2 separate regions of the Oryctolagus cuniculus genome follow, and region 1 is linked to region 2. The links are chromatin contacts, called in public Micro-C maps. All regions are on one chromosome and are shown on one strand. The core of a region is the stretch at or near the end of the contact, and the rest is flanking DNA. Distances in the headings are between cores, read along the strand shown.

What was found. A called contact is a pair of places that touch in the nucleus more often than the background predicts.
Region 1: a contact with region 2 is called in a Micro-C map of ear pinna, with 4 times the contacts expected there. The contact joins the promoter of POLK here to the promoter of HMGCR in region 2. A contact is called at or near these places in 2 of 6 Hi-C or Micro-C datasets (ear pinna and an unstated tissue).

The regions. Positions count from the first base shown.
Region 1 is chr14:575,660-582,545 of mOryCun1.1, forward strand. It overlaps POLK (DNA polymerase kappa), which reads left to right and starts at 1,360. Exons shown (of 16, transcript XM_051838659.2): 1 at 1,360-1,496. CERT1 (ceramide transporter 1) reads right to left here and starts at 2,401. Exons shown (of 19, transcript XR_001792585.3): 1 at 1,929-2,401.
Region 2 is chr14:413,313-420,262 of mOryCun1.1, forward strand. It overlaps HMGCR (3-hydroxy-3-methylglutaryl-CoA reductase), which reads left to right and starts at 3,045. Exons shown (of 20, transcript XM_070056274.1): 1 at 3,045-3,063.

The sequences.
Region 1 (6,886 bases), core at 110-2,609, 160 kb after region 2:
AGCAAACATTGCTGTTACTACCACATCTGGAAGACAGGTTTTCGCCTTTTCTCTACCCTCATGCTTCCCCATTTAACCAACACAAAGCAGTGTGTTGCAAACTGCAGGAGAATCAGAGATTCCTATCACCAATAGCCCAGCAAGCACAAATTCAAGAGGAAAAACAAACAGTATTTTGACAAAGAATCAGAACCAAGTTACATATAAAATACTGTGAAAATTCAAAGAAAGGAAATCTGAAAGACTGACAAAGTGAGCAAAGGCTCCACGTAGTATCTGAGATGACAGAATCACTGTGGAGAAACTGAGGCCCAGGAGACCACCAGGCGCGGAACGTGCAGAAGCAGCTGAGATCTCGTTTATCTGAGCTTCAGCGGCCCAGGGCCTACTGAAGTGTGACTCTTTTCCCAATCATCATTCATCCTGTTACCTGTGATTACCATTCGGAATTATCACCTATCCAAGATTTCTGGAACTCTTAAATGAATCTGTAAGAAATACGCTGTATAGATATTTTCATGTATTCACGTCATCATATAGAAAAAAAAAACTCTTTGCACTAGTATATTTCTGATATCAATTTGCACACCCCATTCCAAATCCACTCCATTTGGGGGGATGAGGAATATAATGTATTGGGACTTTACATTATTCAACACAAGGAAAAGGGCAGATGCTGAGTTAACTCTTGTTTAAAATATCAGATAAATACAAAGGAATTAAACACATAATACATACGTAAAAACATGCACCTGATCAGTATACATAATCACTATAAAATGTCCTTGATTAAAAGCTTCCAGAAACACTACACGGAGCCATACTTAAATCTCAGCAAACTTCCCTTCACACAGCTCTTAACAAAAACACTAAAAGCTACATTCTGCGAGTCCACATACGCAGCAACAACCAGACCGGCAGTTACCTGCCGTCCACAGGAGCGGTCTGCGCATTTCCACGCCGAGGTCACGGCCCCCCATTTTCATATGTCCACTGTATTACTCCGCAGGAGTGCTGGTGACTTTTTCCACCAGCCACGGCACTCCACCTCTCTCCAAACAGGTCAAAAGGACAGTTTGTTTCACAGAATACTTAACCCTGCCACAGTACTGATATGGTAGTCTGCTGCTTATCTAAAGAGAAGTGATGCAACTACTGGAGACACTGAGAAGCGAAGAACTCACTTCGCAGACAGTCCCATCAGAAGTCTGCACCTTGCACACTGGGATTCACTCCAGACTCCCACACGACAAGACCATCTGACCACAGAGACCCCAGGGAGCGTCCCCGTACTGAACTCCGTCACCTGTCCACTGTGCTGTCACCACTCGCACACCAGCCTGCACACTGCTGCCAGCCTAGGCCCTTCCCCTCCAGCCTGCTAAAGGCGGTCACAAGGCCTAACGGGAAACACTTCCACCGACGACGTCCCAACGTCTCGCAGAGCCACGCGGGGCGATTCTGCACGTGACCCAGCATCAATCCACGACCAGCTGGTGAGGGGCCGGCTCTCCTCCGCTCAAGTCCACTGCCCAGCCGCTGCCACAGGTTCAACAGTCGCAGCGAGGGAAGTCGCAGCAGGCCGCGGGGCTGCGCGCACGGCGAACACGCGGAACGCGGAACCGCACACGCCGCGCGCGTCCCGAACGCCTTCCCCACCCACAACCCACGGCGAGCGGCTCCGACGGGGTCCCAGCCGCCGCGAACGTCCCGGCACCGTCACGTGCCCGTCCACGGGCTCTGCGCCGGGCGAGCACCCAAGTCCTCAGTCCTGGCTCACCGCGCGCCGGCCCGGAGGCGGGGTCCGACCCAGCCCAGGCCCGGCCCCGAGGCCGCGCGGGCAGCGCCGCCGGCCCACGGCGCGGAGGCGCCTCGCCCCCGGGCCGCAGGTGAGCCCGGGCGGGGCGCGGCCGCGCGCGCGCGCTCACCTTGCTCAGGACCCCGCAGCGCTCCACCGGCGGCCCGGACTCGGTCTCCGGGTCCTCCTCCGAGCCCGACGAGTTCCAGCTCTGGTTGTCCGACATGGAGGCGCGACGGCCGAGCGGGAGAGCGGCCCCGGCGGCCCGGCCTGCGCCGCAGCAGGCGCCCGGCGCCCGCGGACAGGGCTCTGGGGACGGCGAGGCGGCGGGCACACGCCCCGGCGCGGGGGGCGGCAGCAGCGGGGAAGCCCGCCCGCCGCGTCGCGGCCGCCGCGCCTGGCTCCGGGCGGAGCGGGGAAGGCGAACGAGCGGCGAGGGAAGCCCGCTCTTCCGCTTCTCGGCCGCCGCCGTGACCCTGCGCTGCGCCCGGCGCCGCCGCCCGGACCCGGCCGCTCGCTGCCACCTCGGACAGGGCGCGGGAGCGGCAGGGAGGACGAGCCCAGCCGCGGAGCGCGGGTCCCTCACGCCGCCGCCGCCGCCATCTTCCTGCCCAGCACTATTTACCCTCCCGCCCCTCCCCTGCCCCTCCCCGCCGGCTCCTCGGCTCCCGGCTCCCGCCCGCTCCCTCCCCGGCGTCTGACGCGCGGCGCCCAGGGCCCGGGTCCCCGCCGGCGACGCCGGGCCGGAAGTGCAGCGCGGGGGCGGGGCGGCGGCGCGCGGCGTTCTGGGCGGGGCGCGCGCGGCCTGCTGGGAGCTGTAGTCGGGGCGCGACGGCGGGTGAGTCGGCGGCGCGGGGACGCGGGGTCGGCGGGTGGGCGAGGCTGCGGTGAGGTGGCCGCGGCGGCGGGGACCCTCCGTGAGGACGCGGAGGGGCCGGCTGGTCGAGCGGGCGGGCTCCGGCGGCCGGGGCCGCGCCGGCCGTGGCGGGAGACTGGGTTTTGCTTTGAGGCGGTCGGGGAACGGGCGACGCCGCAGGGCTGTGCGTTGAGCCGCCTGTCCCCGGCGCCTGTTCGCCGTTTCCTGAGGGTCGCCGCTAGTCAGCGTCGTTATTAAGATGCGGAGCGCTCGCTGACTGCCGGGCTGGGCAGAGCCTCGGGGTCTGAGGGAGGAAGCGCGCGGCCCGGAACGACTGGTAGTGGCGAGAGGCGCGTGGGGACGCGCGGGACGGGCCGTGGGTCTTGCCCGGGCAGAGGCTGACAGCTGCGATGCTGTGGTGAAGTCGCGGTGGCGCGCGGAGGGCCTGCGAGAGGGGGCGTTTGGATCCCTCGGTCCTCGCGCTAACGCACGGGCCCGAGGCTGTCGTTCAAGAGCGAGAAAGGAGGACATTGACTTGGCGGTTGACGCCTCTTGGGTGGGTGGCGGAAAGTGCGCCTTCACCACGTTACGTTTCGCTCTGCCGTAGCCTGGAGATGGCCTGGTATGGCTAGACTTGCTATTTCTGGTTTTCTCAAGCGCTAGGTTTTTAAAATATCACTAAGTAAACGAATCATTGAGAGATTCACTTCATAATGCAGTTTAGACTCACAGGAGCGTACGTTTTAAATTGAACTTTCTGTGGTGTTTTATACCTTTTAAGGTTGTGTGTGGTTAGAACCACCAGCAGTTAGATCACTACGTTACCCACTTGGTAGGAAATTGCTTCATCGTATTTAGTATCAGTGTGAAAAAGTGCCTTTTTACAAAAAGGTTCTTAGTACATTTTTCCTTTGTAGTTAAACACTAAAGTGTTTTTAGGTACAGAAAGATTTTTGTGTAATGATTACAATCCCACATTAGAGGTTGGGGTTTACTTAATTACTGTCAATGGAAAGAAATTGTAGTACTGGGATATGTGAGCTTTCTTTGTTCATTTGGAGTGATAGCTGTTGAGTTTTCTTTCTCGCTTAGGGACTTCCCTGCCCAACCTCTGATAAATGCCACATATCTTCTCATTTTATTTAGTGTTTACTATTACAAGTTTTTGAGGAACTTCATTTTATTTTTAGAACATTGTGAAGAAATGGCATGTTTACGGTATTAACTATTTATGTTGTCTAGGTACTTTCAATATGTGAACTCATTCCTTAAAGATCATACACAGAGGGTAGGCATTTGGCCTAGCTGTTGGGACTTCCAAATCTCATGTCGGAGGACCTGGGTTTGTGTCCAGGTTCCGCTTCTGATTCCAGCTTCCTGATTATGTGCACCCTGGTGGGGGAGGGGGTCGTGGAATGTGATGACTTAAGTAGTCATGGGTCTCTGCTGTCCACATGGGAGCCTCCCCGGAACCTGGACTTCGCTCCAGCCCAGCCTCAACAATGGTAGGCATTTAAGGATTGAAACAGTGGATATGTATCTGTATCTCTCTCTGCCTGTCAAATCAAGAAAAGTAAATTTCAGTAAGTCATCCATAAGCATTGTAGGTTTCATTTTACAGATAATAAAAAGTAAAACAAAGGGAGGCTTAGTAACTGATCCAGGGTCATGGAGCCACAAAGCGGTGGAATTAGGTTTTGAAACCAGGTCTGATTGCACGGACTGCACGTATCCTTTTCTCTGCTTCAGAATACCTCTCAAAGTGCGAGTTGTGTGAATACTGTATTCTGTAGATAGAGTGTGTCAGGAAAACGTGCTCTTAACTAATATTTTAAACATCTTGAATTTGCCTGACTTATTTACATCTGTGGTGTCTTATTTAACATCAACTCTAGAGAACTTTTTTCTATTAAATTTCTCATATATTTGATGAAGAAACCACAGGAAACTTAAATAATACTCCAAAGGTCACACAGCTAGTAAAGGACTAGAGCCCAAGTAGCCACGTTCTAGATTTAGTTCTCATTCCGCTAGAGTTCCCCATCCTCTGCTCAGGCTTCTTGTTGTTCCACATCATCTCACTCACCAAAGATACACCACCAACCCTTCATTCCTGTCCTCTGTTCCCCTGCCAAGATGTAGCAATCAAAACCCCACAGGTGTTGGAACAGAGAATGTTGACACTTTGATCAACAAGCACAGGAATGAGGGGGATATTGGTTACTGAAGCTGAGTTTGTGGTAGGAGAGGACGTCCTAAGCTGAAACTGAAAACATTGTCTAATTGTTTAAAAGTAGAACTATAAAGATCCTGTTAACTCAGACTGCCATAACCAAGTCCCATAGATAAGAAAGTTCTGGCCTATTTGCTTCCTGTAAATGTACCAGTCCTACTGGATTAGGGCCCCACTGTATGGCTTTGTTCAACTTTATTCACCAACTCATAAACCCTTTGTCCAAGTATAGTCACATTGAATGCTGGAGCTTCGTTCAGCTTAAGAACTTTGGTGAACACATTTCAGTCCCTAACAAGTGCTTGTAGTTCCTGTTCACATGGAGTTTGTGTTGAGGATGCATTTTCAGTTAAAGTAGTTCTTTGTTAGCTAACCTGGAACTATAACTGTTCTTTTTTTTTTTTTTTTTTTTTTTTTTTTTTGACAGGCAGAGTGGACAGTGAGAGAGAGAGACAGAGAGAAAGGTCTTCCTTTTGCCGTTGGTTCACCCTCCAATGGCCACCGCCGCCAGCAGCCAGCGCACCGCGCTGATCCGATGGCAGGAGCCAGGAGCCAGGTGCTTTTCCTGGTTCTCCCATGGGGTGCAGGGCCCAAGCACCTGGGCCATCCTCCACTGCACTCCCTGGCCACAGCAGAGGGCTGGCCTGGAAGAGGGGCAACCAGGACAGAATCCGGCGCCCCAACCGGGACTAGAACCTGGTGTGCCGGCGCCGCTAGGCGGAGGATTAGCCCAGTGAGCCGCGGCGCGGCCCGGAACTATAACTGTTCTTTATAACATTCTTCCCACTTCAAACTGAACCGTGACCCGTTAAAAATCGAGCGTTCTGGGACAGGAGTTTATTCTAGCAGTTAAGACACCTTTTGGGGCACCTGCATCCCTTATTAATGTGCCTGGGTTTGAGTCCTGGCTTCACTCCTAGTTCACGCTATTTGCTGATGTGCACCCTAAGAGGCAGCAGGTGATGGCTCTATTGGTTGGGTCCATGCCGCCCACATGGGAGACCTAGAACGAGTTTTCTGCTTCTGGCTTTAGCCTGACCCATCCTGGGCTTTTGCCATTATTTAGGGGTTAACCAACAGATGAGATATCTCTTCTCTCTCTCTGCCTTTCAAATAACTAAGCAACCTAGAGATCTTAATCTATTCAACTTATAGCAGCTGCTATGTACCAGTTTATATAGAAAAACACCAAAAATGTATTTGTAGGGGTGTATCACAGAAGTGATATGCAACAAATCAAGGTGTTCCTAACAGCACTTCACATTCTGAGTCTTGTAAATTAACTTCCAACTTAGAGTTAGTGATGACACTCTTTTTCCACACATTTTCCTCTTACCATCAACAGAAATGATGATTGTAGCATTTAGGGATGCCCATCATTGTCTCCAGGTTTTTTCCCCGAATTACTGATCTCTATTCCTCATGTTTGGGTGCATACATAGATAATGACATTTATGTCACTACTGTTGCCTAGTTGCCAAAGTTTATATGACACATCCCAATTTTAGAGATGTTAAAATATGAACTTAGCCGGCGCCGTGGCTCAATAGGCTAATCCTCCACCTTGCGGCGCCGGCACACCGGGTTCTAGTCCCGGTCGGGGCGCCGGATTCTGTCCCGGTTGCCCCTCTTCCAGGCCAGCTCTCTGCTATGGCCAGGGAGTGCAGTGGAGGATGGCCCAGGTGCTTGGGCCCTGCACCCCATGGGAGACCAGGAAAAGCACCTGGCTCCTGGCTCCTGCCATCGGATCAGCGCGGTGCGCCGGCTGCAGCGGCGGCCATTGGAGGGTGAACCAACGGCAAAGGAAGACCTTTCTCTCTCTGTCTCTCTCTCACTGTCCACTCTGCCTATCAAAAAAAAAAAAAAAAAAAAAAAAAAAAATATGAACTTGAAGTCATCCTATTGTTCCTGAGATTAGCACAATTTATGATTTTTCAGATAATGTGTATGTGGTCAGTGTTTACTGTTGGGCAAGTTACATTTTAAATTATATATTGAG
Region 2 (6,950 bases), core at 1,795-4,294:
TCACTTCCGATTCAGCTCTCTGCTGTGGCCAAGGAAAGCAGTACAAGATGGCCCAAGTCCTTGGGCCCCTGCACCAACGTGGGAGACCCTGAGGAAGCTCCTGGCTCCTGGCTCTGGATTGGCCCAGCTCTAGCCATTGCAGCCAACTGGGGAATGAACCAGCAGATGGAAGACCTCTCTGTTTGTCTCTCCTTCTCTATCTGTGTAACTCTGACTTTCAAATAAATAAATATTTTAAAAAATTGTGAAGTTTAAAAGGATGAAAAAAATAGTGTGCCAGAAAGAGAGGACTGCTCAGCACTGGAAGATATAAATTTGACACAGCTGGGAACTACAATAGGAAAGTACGACTCTTCACTGATACTATGAAAAAATATTTTTGCTTTTTAAAAAAGATTTATTTATTTATTTTAAAGATAGAGTTACAGAGAGAAGGAGAAAGAGGGAGACAGAAATAACTTCCATCCACTGGTTCACTCCTCAAATGGCTGCAAGGGCTAGGACTAGGCCAGGGCTAGGCCAGGCCGAAGCCAGCAACCTGGAACTCCAACCAGGTCTCTTTTGTGGGTGGCAGGAGTCCAATTACTTTAGCAGGGAACTGGATGGAAAGTGGAGCAGCTGATCCTTGAACCTGTGCTCATATGGGATGTTGGCATCACTGGCGGTAGCTTAACCCACTGTGCCACAACACCGGCAACGATGGCTGGAAAACCATCTTGCAGTAAAGCATCAGAAGTTTAAATAATTATATGGTGTGGCCCAAAACAGATAGTGTCGTTTATGCTGATACAAAGGAAAGCAGTGGACAAGTTTGGTGCCTGTGCTTGGGAGCCAGGTTCCAAAGTCCAGGTTTCAGCTCTGCTGCTTCCAAGGTTCATGAACTCAGGCATGCTACTTAACGCCCGTCTCTGTAGCTTGAGCATTTGTCAAGCACACTTTACAGGACAGCTTTCCTCTCAGAAATGCCAATCAAAGAAGGTAATGTATAGAGCACTAGAAATGTGGCTGAGTTGTGGGAAGTGCTATGTGAACATTTATTGTTGTTATGGTGACTCCCCATTTTCACGCATGACTCATGACGACAAAAACCAATAAAAGTGAAGGTCAGAGGCCTCACTTTTTTTTTTTTTTGCATTAGTAAATGTGCAGTGTGATGTGATTATTATAAGGTGACAACTACTCCAAAGGGGCACAGATGATTAGTTTGTACAACTAGCATTCTTTTGACATACATTTTGGGAACGATACAGAAGTTGTCTGAAGAAGATAAAGCTAGGGGTTGACGGTGTGGTGTAGCAGCTAAAGCTGCTGCCTGTGACGCCAGCATCCCAGATGGATGCCAGTTCATGTCCTGGCTGCTCCACTTCCAACCCAGCTCCCTGCTACAGGCCTGGGAACAATGGAAGATGATCCAAGTACCGGGCCCTTCCACCCATGTGGGAGACCAGAAGAAGCTCTTGGCTCCTGCCTTCGATCCGTCACAGCCCTGGCAGTTGCAGCCATCTAGAGAGTGAAACAGCAGATAAAGATCTCTCTCTCTCTCTCTCTCTCTCTCTCTGTAAATCTTTCAAAATTAACTAAAATCATTAAAAAAAAAAAAGAAAAGAAAGTGAAACTGGACCACGAGAGTTTCTTTGCTGCTGGCTTTTGCAGCTGTGCACCTGCCGGCATTCTCAATGGAGCAGAGTTTGGGAATGAAAGTTTTCAAACCTTGGTCTAAAGCTTTTTGTTCTAGGAACCTTATAATGCTTATGTGAATTAATATCTATAAGCTTTTGTACAATCTGCAACTTCTGTTCTGAGATGTTTAACTCTTCAGACTTCAAGGGCCATTCTTGATGACAATTTCTATGCCTTTGAATTTATATACTCGTTCTTCTTTTCCTTTTGACAAGCTCATAGTATTGCTAGCTTCGCCTGTTTTCTTTACTAGGCAAGGTTCATATAGGCAGGTATCGTGTCTGTGTACTGGTTGGTATATCTCCAGTGCCATCCACAGCACCCTGCACATAATGAGCATTTCAAAGAATTGGGTGAGGTGACGGCGATAAAGGCTGCAGCATGCAGCAATGGAGTGCTGTAAAATGGGCAGATTCTGGGGCAAAATCCAGCTTTTCTCATTTTTATGTGTTCCACAGCAAGTTGCCTTACATGCTTTCGTTTGTCTTTGTAAAATGATACTACCGGGTCGGCGCCGCGGCTCACTAGGCTAATCCTCCACCTTGCGGTGCCAGCACACCGGGTTCTAGTCCCGGTTGGGGCGCCGGATTCTGTCCTGGTTGCCCCTCTTCCAGGACAGCTCTCTGCTGTGGCCAGGGAGTGCAGTGGAGGATGGCCCAGGTGCTTGGGCCCTACACCCCATGGGAGACCAGGAAAAGCACCTGGCTCCTGCCATCAGATCAGCGCGGTGCGCCGGCCACAGCGGCCATTGAGGGGTGAACCAACGGCAAAAGGAAGACCTTTCTCTCTGTCTCTCTCTCTCTCACTGTCCACTCTGCCTGTCAAAAAAAAAAAAAAAAAAAGATACTACCTATTTCATAAGGATTATGAGCTTATAGCAAGAGGATAACTTGAATGTGCAGTACTTTCTATGTACAGTGTTTCAACACACAGGGCTTTAAAATCCAGTGAAGTACAAGTCCTCTTTAAAAGTTTCCACATAAGAAAATAAGACAAGCAGAGGTATCAGGGAGCTACAACCTATGCCTGAGGGACTCATAAAAGGCAAAAAGGTCCTTAAGGCATCCTTAGGATTTCAACATGTAAAGCGAGTAGACAAATCCAGGTTAAACAAACAGGACATAGAGAGAGGTAAAATGGGACTCAGACTGACTGGATAAGGGCTGGTTACGTTGGGCTGAACGTGGGGTGTGTGAACCAGGGAAGTGAGAGATGTGCTGGCAATGCAGGGTGGGGCCCTGCTGCTAGAGTCACCTTCTCTGACCCAGCAGCCAGCCAGACACTCCCAGCAACGTGGGGCAGGCCTGTGGCACCACAGGAGGATCACCGTGCCAGGGCGTGGGTCTGCTCTAGGAGCCGGAGCACCCGGAGTGCTAAGACCAGGTGGGAGAGCTGTGCCTCCTCCAGGTGAGGGAGGGGAAGGTGGGAGAGCTGTCAGCTCCTCCAGGTGGGGAGGGGTGGGGGGGCAGGTGGGAGAGCTGTCACCTCCTCCAGGTGAGGGAGGGGTGGGGGGGCAGGTGGGAGAGCTGTCACCTCCTCCAGGTGAGGGAGGGGTGGGGGGCAGGTGGGAGAGCTGTCACCTCCTCCAGGTGAGGGAGGGGTGGGGGGCAGGTGGGAGAGCTGTGCCTCCTCCAGGTGGGGGGGGGGCAGGTGGGAGAGCTGTCGCCTCCTCCAGGTGGGGGGGGCAGGTGGGAGAGCTGTGCCTCCTCCAGGTGGGGGGGGCAGGTGGGAGAGCTGTGCCTCCTCCAGGTGGGGGGGGCAGGTGGGAGAGCTGTGCCTCCTCCAGGTGAGGGGGGGCAGGTGGGAGAGCTGTCGCCTCCTCCAGGTGGGGGGGGCAGGTGGGAGAGCTGTGCCTCCTCCAGGTGAGGGGGGCAGGTGGGAGAGCTGTCGCCTCCTCCAGGTGGGGGGGGCAGGTGGGAGAGCTGTCGCCTCCTCCAGGTGGGGGGGGGCAGGTGGGAGAGCTGTCGCCTCCTCCAGGTGGGGGGGCAGGTGGGAGAGCTGTCGCCTCCTCCAGGTTGGGGGGGCAGGTGGGAGAGCTGTCGCCTCCTCCAGGTGGGGGGGGCAGGTGGGAGAGCTGTCGCCTCCTCCAGGTGGGGGGGGGCAGGTGGGAGAGCTGTGCCTCCTCCAGGTGAGGGGGGGCAGGTGGGAGAGCTGTCGCCTCCTCCAGGTGGGGGGGGGCAGGTGGGAGAGCTGTCGCCTCCTCCGGGGGTGGGGTGGGGAGCGAGGGGCAGAGCTGTCGCCCAGGTGAGGGACGGGTGGGAGAGTCGGCGTCCTCGGCAGGTACCGGAGGGTAAAGGCCCACACAGGCAGGGCCGGCCCCGCGCAGCATAACCGGAGCCCTCCGCTAACGCTAACGGGGGTCTCGCAGGCGTGAGGGCGGTTTGCATCTCGCAGCCCCTCCTCCGGTCGCCTCCCCTCCCGCCGACCGTCAGCAGCGCTCGCTTAGGCCTGCCCCCTTCCTCCTCCTCCACCGTCGGCCCCGGCAGCCGCTCGGGCCACCCCACCCGGGACCCCCTATCGCCTCGGCCGGGCGGCTCCACGCGGACGTCCTCGCGGCTCTCGACCAATAGGCAGGCCCCGCTTCCGGGCCTCGAGCCGCGATTGGCTGGCAGCGCCGTGGTGCGAGGTGGTGCGGTGAGGCTGCCGGCCGAGGGGGAGCTGGAGGCGGTTGTTAGGGCGACCGTTCGTGACGTAGGCCGTTCGGCGGGCGGCCCCAAGCTGATTGGTCGTTCGATCGGACGATCCTTTTTTATTGGCCGCCGGCTCGTGCGCCAGCGAGCGTGCGTAAGCCGAGGCTCCTTCCGCCCCGCGTCTCCGTTGACTGAGACGAGCGGAGCTGGGCGTCCGGCGCCGGCGGCCTCTGGTGAGATCCTGAGGTGAGGTCGCGGTGGGGAGCCGGGGTGCGGAGGGGCGGCGGGGCGGCGGGCCGCGGCGGGGCGGCGGCGGGGCGGCCTTGGGCGGCGCCGGCCTCGGGGAGGGGCGGCTGCTGCTGACCGGCCGGGAGCGGTCGTCGTCGCGGGGGTGCGGTCAGCGTGGCCCCGAGGCTCCGGGGCGAGGAAGGCCGGGCGTCCGCGGAGGCAGTGACGCGCGCGAAGGCCGCAGGGGCTGCTCCGGGACCCCCGGGCCGGGCCGGGCCCCCGCCGCTGCCCGCGATCTCTGAAGGGGCGAAACCTGCTCGGCGCCGGGGTCCTCCGGTCCGGCCGCGTGGGGTTGCGGGCTCGGGGTCAGCCCCGGACCCTGACGGCGCGGAGGTGGAAGCCTTGCGCGCATCCCGCAGCACCGGCCGCGGCTCAGTGGGCCGTTGCGAAATTGCCGGTGTTTGAAACTCGACCTTTTTTTTTTTTTTTTTAAACTTAGGGAAGTGGTAGTTTTAGGCGGTTTCATTGAACAGTTGTGTTTGTCAGAGGACTTGTAGTTCTAGTTTCCTGAGTGGAAGAAGAGAGCAGAGCCTGGCTTACAATCGGGGAGCGTGGGGTAGAACTGGGTACAGAATCCCTGTTCTCTGATCTCCAGCGTAAGATTTTTTTTTCCCTAGTATACTAAATCGAGCAGCAGCAAGCCAGATGCTGTTGGGGTTAAGAATGACTGCAGTCTAAGACGCGGTTCTTGCCTTTAGAGGCAAAATGTAGTCATTAATTAATGTGAGAAGGATGTCAGGTGCTGTATAATCAAATGCAGGATTATTATTGACCCAGGAACAGTGCTGAATGGGAGGAAGAATCCAGGTGCCCCGGCATCTCTCTCTGCATTCGGCCATAGTTGGTATTTCTTGTAGCAGATTGGATTAGAGTTGGACTATTCCAGTGAATTTAAATGCCCGTTCTTCTAAGAAGTTTGTGAAACGTTTGCAGCGTACTTCAGTCTGGCCAAGCGAGGCATATTGTCTGTTGACCCTGTTTCCTTTAAGTAAAAGTTTGATTGCAGCATGAATAAACACTGTATTTAATATACGTGCGCCTTCCTTAGCCTGCCAGTGCCCTTTGCAGCTGCTGCTGAAGGTGGAAGGTGAGATTCTGTAGCATGTCAGTGCTTTGCATAATCACAGAGAAATGAGATGGGAGTTTACAAGAAACGAGTTTATAATTATGGTTACTTTTGACACACCTTTGTTAAGATGACTTCGTATTTCCAAATAGGTGTGTGGTTGTCCGTGTTTTGGGTGGCTCATAGAGCTGTGTGTAAATTTTTCCCTGAATGTTGCGAAGGTTACTTTAAGAAAAAATATTGCAGAACTGACGATGCCACAATAACATTTTTTTTTCTTTAAAGATGTATTTATTTATTTGAAAGGCAGGGTACAAACACAGAAAGAGAGAGAGAGAGGGAGGGAGGGAGAGAGCGAGAGAGAGAGAGAAAGAGAGCTAGAGACAGAGAGAGCTTTCATCCACTGGTTCACTCCCCAAATAACACTGGAGTACCTGGGTTAGAGTCCTGGCTCTGGCTCCCAATTCCAGTTTTCCTGCCAGTGTGCACCCTGGGAAGTACCAGATGGCAATGGCACAGCTGGGCTGATCGGAAGCCAGGAGATTCTTCCGGGTCTCCCATGTGGGTACAGGAGCCTAAGGACTTGGGTCATCCTGTACTGCTTTCCCAGGCAATAGCAGAGAGCTGGATCGGAAGAGGACTCGAACGGGCACTCATGGGATGTTGGCATTGCAGGTGGTAACTTTAACTGCTATGCCACAGTGCTGGCCCCAACAGTTTAGATTATAATTCAGCTGGATTAAATAGTGATGTACTATATTGACTTGATAGGGAATTATCTAGGTTGAAGTGCCTTTTTTGGGGCAGTGGAGTGGGGTTGGGAGAGATTAGAAATCATTTTGACCTAGTTTTGAAACAAGTAGTTAATTTATTTTCTGGAATGTTACTGCTAATTGATTTCTTTAGATCAGTTTGTACAGTTTTTTTTTTAAGCTTATCATTTTAATTCCATTTTTCCATAAACTTGAGAGGGAGAGGGAGATCCTCCAACCACTGGTTCACTCCCCAAATACCTTCAATAGCTGGCGCTGGGCCAGGGCAAATCCAGGACCCTGGAACTCAGTCCAGATTCCATGTGGGTGGCAGGGACCCAAGTATTTGAGCCATCATCTGGTGATTCCCAGGGTGCACATGAGCAGGAAACTGGAATTGGGAGCCAGAGCTAGGAATCCAACCCAGGTACTCCAGTGTCAAAAGCAGGCATCCCAAGCATCCTGCTAGTTTAATAGAATTTTGTTGTTAATTTTCCAGCAAACCATTACAAAATATAATTTTTTTTCTCCTCA